2 separate regions of the Xenopus laevis genome follow, and region 1 is linked to region 2. Evidence: chromatin contacts called from public Hi-C data. All regions are on one chromosome and are shown on one strand. The core of a region is the stretch at or near the end of the contact, and the rest is flanking DNA. Distances in the headings are between cores, read along the strand shown. Region 1 overlaps fndc3b.L (fibronectin type III domain-containing protein 3B). Region 2 holds the start of ghsr.L (growth hormone secretagogue receptor type 1).

Region 1 (4,646 bases), core at 1,798-4,297, 94 kb after region 2:
TACGATCGTAATAAGATCGTACGATGAATAAAATCCTCAGACTTCGAATTCGAATGTCGGATGATTCTATTCGATGGTTGAATTTCGAAGTATTTTCCACTTCGAAATTCGACCCTTGATAAATCTGCCCCTTATTAATGTTTAAAATATTTTTAGCAGACATGAAGAAGTGATCCAAATTATGGAAAAATCCAGAATAGGCCCAGAGCATTCTGGATAACAGGTCCCATACCTTTATAGGATCTCAGAATACTTGGGACCTGGGGTTTCTGTTATTTGGATAACCATACCCACCATAAAGCTGGCCATAGACGCAAAGATCCAATCATACGAATCATCGTACGATCGGACTTCCCCATCTCCTGACCTGCCACTAACCATCCAGATCAAATAAAGTAGTTAAAGAACAGATCAGCAATGTTCTGCCCCAGACAGCAATCGTACGATATCTATGTCCGACAAAGCTAGTGACAGTCTCCCACTGAAAATTGTACGATCAGCAATACATACAGAGATATTATCATCAGCCGACAGAAATCTTTTAACCTGTCTGATCAACCAAACGACTGATCTCCCCTGGACGAAAAATGACGGGACTCTCCACACACGGTCTGAAAATCGTACGAATCCTCGATTCATACGATCAGATCTTTGAGTCTATGGCCAGCTTAAGTCTCTAAAAAACATTTAGACAGTAGGACTCACTATGACTGTTTTGATGATTTTGAAGGCAACATTATGCAGAACAGCTATGAACCTCTTGATGAAATACAAGCGATATTAGCAAATATAGTGAACGTAAGGATGAGATTGCATATTTCAAAATCTCATTTGGACGGGCTAAAAAAAGCAATTAACATATGGATTTTTTATGATGTGTGCCATAGTCATTATAATGGCATAAATCATTTATCCACTACAAACAGAAAGCATCATTAATAAGGACAGAGGCTAACAGCACACTGCATATTGAAATAGAAAAGCTTCAAGTAGGGGGATTTATGAAATATTTAAGCAGAAGTGACGCATTATTTACTCATAAAACTCCTGAGACTTTTAATATAGCTCAAACTTTCTGCTGGTGGTAATTATTTGCTAGGATATTATGTGGACTTCATAATAGTAATTTTAGCACTATCAGAGCACTATAACTATAAGACATATAGAATAGCTTTTAGAATAGCGGGATTTCCCATATTAAAAAGTAACATGTATACAAATATGTCTGTGTATACTCTATATACAAGTAAACATTTTATACAAGTAAACATTTTCTAATTGGACCAGTGTTGTTAGTGGAGTACCATAGGGCTCAGTACTTGGTCCTTTGTTTTTCAACTTGTTTATTAATGACCTGAAGGCATTGAAAGTACTGTTTCTATTTTTGCAGATGATACTAAATTGTTCAGAACTATAGGTTCCATGCAGGATGCTGCCACTTTGCAGAGTGATTTGTCTAAACTGGAAAACTGGGCAGCAAACTGGAAAATGAGGTTCAATGTTGATAAATGCAAGGTTATGCACTTTGGCAAAAATAATATAAATGCAAGTTATACACTAAATGGCAGTGTGTTAGGCGTTTCCTTAACTGAGAGGGATCTTAGGGTTTTTGTCTAATTCTGGGCAGTTTCATACTGCGGCCACTAAAGCAAATAAAGTTCTGTCTTGCATAAAAAAGGGCATTAACTCAAGGGATGAAAACATAATTATGCCTCTTTATAGGTCCCTGGTAAGGCCTCATCTGGAGTATACAGTGCAGTTTTGGACTCCAGTCCTTAAGAGGGATATAAATGAGCTGGAGAGAGTGCAGAGACTAAGTGCAACTAAACTGGTTAGAGGGAAGGAAGACTTAGAATATGAGGGGAGACTGTCAAGGTTGGGGTTGTTTTCTCTGGAAAAAAGGCGCTTGTGAGGGGACATGATTACACTTTACAAGTACATTAGAGGACATTATAGACAAATAGCAGGGGACCTTTTTACCCATAAAGTGGATCACCGTACCAGAGGCCTCCCCTTCAGACTAGAAGAAAAGAACTTTCATTTGAAGCAGCGTAGGTGGTTCTTCACAGTGAGGACAGTGAGGTTGTGGAATGCACTGCCGGGTGATGATGTGATGGCTGATTCTGTTAATGCCTTTAAGAATGGCTTGGATGTTTTCTTGGACAGACATAATATCGAAGGCTATTGTGATATAAACTCTATAGTTAGTATAAATATGGGTATATTTAATTTTTTTGATGGTATGGAGGGGTGTGTGTATGGATGCTGGGTTTTTATTTGGAGGGGTTGGGTTTGATGGACTTTGTCTTTTTTCAACCCAATTTAACTATGTAATTTTGTAACTATGTACACATTGTTGCCTTTATATAGTAATCCCTATCTACATATAAAATAGAAGTACTCTGAATCCAGGACTCAATTTGGGATTTGAATGAATTGCAAGATTCAGATGATCAAATTCTCAGAGAAAAACACCCAACCCCATCAAGCCTTTTAAGGTGCTTAAAACATATTTTAACTTTGGTTTTTCAGAAATCTAGAAAAAATCCACCTCCTACATCTAAAAGGGAAGTTTCTGTCACTTCTAAAATGTTGGAAATTTTGCTGCATGAGGGGAATGGAAAAAATACATACAGCTTATTAATAGAGGGATTAATCCTTATACTTACAGCATTTTATTTATAAATACAAGGTAACTATAGATGCAAATAACGTTCTACCTCATTTGAGGGAACTGCACTTCTTCTGGTCAAACATAGCTTCCATTGTTTCAAAAATGTATTACATTTCTCTTATGAGATAAGCAATATGGCAACTTTTACAGCATGTATAAACTCAAACATGCAGTGACTGACAGTTTTGTATACTGAATGAGGAACCCCCATACTTCTATCTTATACATATGCTATATTTCCCTTCAAGTCTATACAAGACCCCCGTAGTCTATAAACATTTGTATAGTAAACAATTCACAGCTCCCTGCACAATAGAGACTACATTACAGCTACTCCATTGACTTCCGTAACACTAACTGCCCGGGAAGTAGCACAGGACAAATACAGCTGCTTTAGGTCTGCTCTGCTTTCTTCCTTGGACAGACAAAGAATGTCTTGTAGGGTTTAGGATTACAGAAACACTTTACTGCCCCCGATTTATTGGGCAAAGACCAGCTGCTGCACGATGCTGGGAAAAGCTCTGAAAGCTATCAATGTGATATAGAATCTTTCCTCACACTTACCATCAGTTTCTCTATCCCAGTAAGGACTTCATGAGACTTCTTTACATCCGATTCATACTCTGCAATGAAAATAAAACAAACAGCTTAAGTCTCCCTTTGCAGTCAGACTATTTAAAGAAAATATGTCCATATAAAGATCCCAAGTAATTGCGAGCTACTTTTCACACACAGTGGCTTCTATATGAGGTGGCTACATTAAATATTGTATAATAATAAACACATATACTTTACAGTGCTGCGAAATATGCTTGCGCTATATAAATAAATGTTAATAATAATATTATATACAGGTATTGTATCTGTTATCCGAAAACCCGTTATTCCGAAAGGCATCTCCTGTAAAGACAATTTAAAAAAAATACGAGTTTTTAAAAATGATTTCCTTTTTGTTTTTAATAATAAAACAGTATCTTGTACTTGATCCCAACTAAGACTTATTGGAAGCAAAACAATGCTATTGGGTTTATTTAATGGTTAAATAATTTTTGCTAGACTTAATGTATGGAGATCAAAATTACAGAAAGATCCTTTATTTGGAGACCCCCAGGTCCTGAGCATTCTGGATAATCGGTCCCATACCTGTATCTGAGTTAGAGTCCTGCAGCGGGTCGGGAACCCACGGGCTACCCGCAAAAACCCGCGGTACCCTGCGGGTTGCAGGTAGAAGTTTCGGGAGCGGGTATAGACGTGGGTCGTATGTGCAAGCAAGTAAGTATGTGGGTTGCGGGTCGGTTTTAACAAATTGGTTCCGCACAGGACTCTAATCCTATGAAACACTGGGAATCCAATAAGGTCCAGTAACTTCTATATACTGTACAAATTGTTAGATAGGGCACCTTTCTTAATACATAAGCCCTATCTACATCACCCAGTCTGAAACATAGGGGAGGAGAAGGACTTATGTTGGCACAGTGCATAGAAACGTATGATCAGATCAGACTTATTTTCTAAGTTGCAAAAGAAGCACAGTCCTACACTGGCTAGTGGCCATTTATTTCTTGAGTCATACTCAATGTACAAGAAATAAAGAAATTATGATTTCATAGGCAACCAGTGTTGGACTGGGGGTACCTCAAAAACTCCAAGACCCACCAGGATTTTTACCTTTGTCCCAATGTGCCAATCTGATCCTGTTTGTAACCTATATGAAGGGCACACATCAAACTGTCACTTTACCTTAACCACAAATACCATATTTATTCTTTGTATTCTACAGAATTTGCACAGATTCCAAAGCGGCTTAAGACATTGCTTATTCAAGGTAACTCACAAAACAATGTATATGGGTAAATAAAAGCCTAATTTGCCACTGTTTATCAACAACCAATTAGTCCTGACTGGTCTAGAAATGTTTGAAAACTGAGCCCATGAACCCTTTCAGATGGTAAACTATTTTGGGAAGGGTCCT
Region 2 (4,460 bases), core at 240-2,739:
TTCCCTGCTTAGCCAGCACAAACTTTCCATACCATAATATTTCCCCTTTGCAGGTAACATGTGGTTTATCTGGAAGTGCTATTCTAACTACACCCACCTGGTAAAAAATAAAAACCACTCCAGATATATTGTAATTCAGACTAATAAATGTACACTTGCAGTAAATATATGTCTGCGCCATTGCTATGATGTACAGTGCATATCTGAAAATGCCATAGCACAAGTCTCAGATACATTGATGATATGGCACATTAGCTGTTTCTAAGGTTGGGAGTTGTAGTTTGACAACACCAGCAGGTTGGGCATCCGTGATATATATCTAAAATTGGGGTGGGGACAGGGACAAATTTCCTCTCTGCTGAACTCTAAAACTGTCCCTTAATGTATAAAGACAGTGTTGATCTTGATCAGTGTTCCCAGTTAATAAATTTCCCCCTAGTTATTTTATTGGCACAACAGTAACACTATAACACACAATACCCCCAGCAGGTTTATTATTTGTGTGTTCTTTAAATGCTCTTTACCATGTTGCCGGCTCCCTGACATTGAAGCTCTCCCTTGTGCGATGCACTTTGGCACCTGTATATTGGTTTAACTCATGGCATTCATATAGAGAACAGCTGGCCCCCTGTGCAGCAAAGGATAGTCAGTTGCCCATTAAGTAAACATTTACATAATATTCTGGGATATGAACTGAGCCGTACAGCTGCTAGCGTAATTGAATGAGAGTGATAAACAAACTAATCTATTAGCTGAATGGCATGATTACTTCCAACGGGGGAATTTGGGTTAGTGTTCTATCTCTTTAGCCGTAGTTCTTATTCCATAACTTGTTTGTGATGCTTCTCAGCCTCTATGAGATACGTACTAGTGAAAGCCCCCAAAGACACCCACCAGCATGGAAATGATACATTTGAGCATCATGATTCAGTACTTTCCCAGATGTTCTGCCCCAGTCCCTGTGTAAGAGAGAAGCTCTGTGTCTGAAAGTGATTGCTTCTGCTCCAGCTTTCACTGTATCCTGACAGCAAACAGACTTAAAGATGCTTCAAGGGAGGGGACAGAGAAGAGGCGGGCTAGGGTCCCTTGGCTTCTTTCCACAAGCAAAGCTCTTGTGGTATAATGCACCCCTATGGAACAGGAGAAGGGGACTGCACACAGCACACTGCAGACATGGAGCAGCTCCCCCCTCATAAAGCCTGATTCCATCAGCTGGCAGCATATATGGTCAGTTACACAGTATTCTATACAGGAGACTGGCCAGGAATAGAAGGGTGGCCAGAGGATTTGTTCCTGTATGTGTACCAACTAAAGAACATCTTGTAAGACAGAAATGTTTTGCTTGCAAGGTGCTCCTGGGCTGTGGAATAAAAGGAAATGAAACCTTTTGTCCTGTGTAGGGAATGAGAGCCGTGGGATCAATGAGTGACTAGAGTTGCTGATATGTTTTCTGATACCATGGATTTGTTTTGTGGGAATCTATGAACTAAGAGCATGTCCCCTGATATATATTTTCAGAATCTGACTATGGATTACTATTACAGCAGCAACAACTATTCCTGGCCGGAAGATCCTGTTTTTCTGTTCCCTGTCCCGGTGTTGACTGGGATAACTGTCACATGTATTCTTCTTTTCATCATAGGAATATTTGGGAACGTGATGACTATGTTAGTGGTGTCCAAGTATAAGGATATGAGGACTACGACCAATCTCTATTTATCCAGTATGGCATTTTCGGATCTTCTCATTTTCCTCTGTATGCCTCTCGATCTCTACAGACTCTGGCAGTACAGACCATGGAATTTTGGGAGCACCCTCTGCAAACTCTTTCAGTTCGTCAGTGAGTGCTGCACTTACTCCACTATACTGAACATCACAGCTCTCAGTGTAGAACGTTATTTTGCTATCTGTTTTCCCTTGAAAGCTAAGGTAGTGATAACCAGAGGTAGAGTAAAGCTGGTCATCTCTGTCCTCTGGGCAGTGTCATTTGTCAGCGCGGGGCCAATCTTTGTCTTGGTTGGAGTTGAACATGAAAATGGAACAAACCCTCTGGACACAAACGAGTGCAAAGCAACAGAGTATGCCATAAAGTCAGGTCTCCTAACTATAATGGTCTGGACATCTAGTGTGTTCTTCTTCTTGCCTGTCTTCTGCCTCACCGTCCTCTACACTCTCATAGGCAGAAAGCTGTGGAGAAGAAAGAGAGAGAATATAGGTCCACACATCTCTATAAGGGACAAGCATAACAAACAGACTGTGAAAATGTTAGGTATGGATCTCTTTTGCATTCCATATACTGTATTTTGTGCTTACATTGCTGGCTACGTTCTCTGTCCAGGGTATGTCTTCACCCAGTACATTGCATTTCACAAATATTCTGTAATGTCTGCATGTGCTATCATCTTAAGGGAATTTTTGGCATGAGCATTTACACTATGCAAAGAGGCATATTGGGCAAACGTGTTTCATTCTTTCACCCCCTCCCTTGACTTGCAGACTCCCAGTTTTTCTTTTTCTCTGACTCCCTATGAATAGTGCCTAAAAAGGCATGATTTATAACTGTATATATTACTAGAAAACATGCATTCGCCTGTCCTTGCATCACCATTACTAGTAAGCAGTGTTAGCATATACATTATTGCTTCATTTTAACATCACTTTTTTATCTTAATGCAATAACAGAAACAAACAGGTGGAAAGGGAAACATATATTTCTGCACAAAAAAAATGGCACATCTTTATTAACACCATGTTAATTCTACAGAGGCTAGAAGAGGAGAATGGTTCAGAGAAGCACAAGCGTTGGAAAGGAGATTTTAACAGCGCAGTAAAGGTTAATCTCTGAAATCATTATAGTTCCCAAATACGTACTGGCACTTACATAAGCTCCTATGTTATTCTTAATAGAGTGACTAAAATATTGCTGTAAAGCATATAGGGATTTCCTTTAAATTCAGCTATTTACAAAATACATAGATGTGTATTGTTAATAAAACGGATCTTTCTTTGCTCTTGGAGCATGCAACTCAATTATGTGTAATACCTTGTGCAACACTCTAACAGTTAAATAGAGGACCATATAATGTTAGCCCTTCTAGCTGGTGGGAATAGCCAGAAGCTGATGAGAGATGTTGTGAAGTTAGTTTACAGCAAGTGGAGGAACTAGGTAGGTATATGGAAAACCAATATACTGTTTTTGGTATCAGTTACAGAGAAACTGCAGTCATGTTCTTTTCAAACACCCAATGAAAAGTCCAGAAGAAAATGGGGCAATTAGGTAGGTTAAAAAAAGACTCAAGAAAGTAACTGTCTAATAAAAAACTATTTTACTGTAGGTTGCCATAGGAACCAATGATTGTACCTAAGCAAGCTTTTATCCCTTTAACACACCATGGATTTCCACCAAACGTCAATAAGCCCCTCTCCTGCAGTGAGGGTTTCAGAAACATCACGACATTATGAATGCTATCCATTTATATTTGTGGGCAAAGAAGAGTAGAGCTGCTATGATTTCTGCCGTGCATTCTTAATAAGTCATTATCTGGTATATATAACGATGACCTTCCAGAGTGTGCAGGTTTCCTGGGTTATTGAGAAAATATATAGAAGCAATCTGAATCTGTGAATAGAACTCCAGTAGATCCATTACTAAACACCACGAATGATGAAAATATACATTCCGTATATCAGTGACATTGACCGTTAAATCACCATACCTTGATTATTATTCACTATGTCACCCTCAAGATGTTGAAGAACTAAAACCACATCATATCTTCATCTAGCTGGGAATGTGATGTAGTTCTGATGCAGCAAGGGCATCTTTGTTCCAATGTGGATACTGGTTTATATGCATTTTCCCCCAACAAACCTGCCCTGATAAGTAGCCTTACTTGATGAAGGTTCTATTTTCAAGTAAATGTGTACATGTATCCCCTTCACTGAATGAAATGATCTCGTCAAGATGATGGATGTCCCAAAAGTACATATACTGTATAATGCATCTGCCTGTTATAAATAGGGGACGTCAAACACATAAATGCAGAAACACCGGCCATATTCATAAGTTTCCCATTTCCTCCGTTGGTAGGTGTGTATAATGGTGAACTTACATGCTAATAAATGTCACTTCTGCTACTTCATAGAGGACATGCCTGCAGGGCTTATTGATTACAAATTCTCTGCTAGTGCTCTATAAAGCACTTTGGGTATACCAATAACTGAATGCTATTGCTTCTGTTGAGGGATAAAGCACTGCCAACCCATTTCCATTCTTCAAACAGCACCCCAGGTACTTAAATCAATACTGTGTAAACAATATTGCTTCCATACTGTGCCAATGCAGTAACAAATAGCACCCAATAGGGGCTTTGTTTTCATCATCTGACTTACTATATCAATCAAAGCAAATATCTGAAGTGATGCTATGGGTTGCTGAACAGTAGTACATTTGTAACTAC

What was found. Hi-C and Micro-C count contacts between places; a contact is called where the count stands out from the background.
Region 1: a contact with region 2 is called in a Hi-C map of the XTC cell line, with 2.7 times the contacts expected there. The contact joins the enhancer-like site here to the promoter of ghsr.L in region 2. A contact is called at or near these places in 2 of 4 Hi-C or Micro-C datasets (the XL177 cell line and the XTC cell line).

What each region holds. Positions count from the first base shown.
Region 1 is chr5L:118,250,959-118,255,604 of Xenopus_laevis_v10.1, forward strand. fndc3b.L (fibronectin type III domain-containing protein 3B) reads right to left here. Exons shown (of 26, transcript XM_018263689.2): 7 at 3,239-3,297. Among protein-coding and RNA genes, the nearest start is that of ghsr.L, 94 kb to the left of the region's middle. Within about 2 kb of position 3,048, at least 3 of the 7 cell types and tissues checked have an H3K27ac peak or open chromatin away from gene starts, as enhancers often do.
Region 2 is chr5L:118,158,291-118,162,750 of Xenopus_laevis_v10.1, forward strand. It overlaps ghsr.L (growth hormone secretagogue receptor type 1), which reads left to right and starts at 1,490. Exons shown (of 2, transcript XM_018263688.2): 1 at 1,490-2,269. The coding sequence starts at 1,495.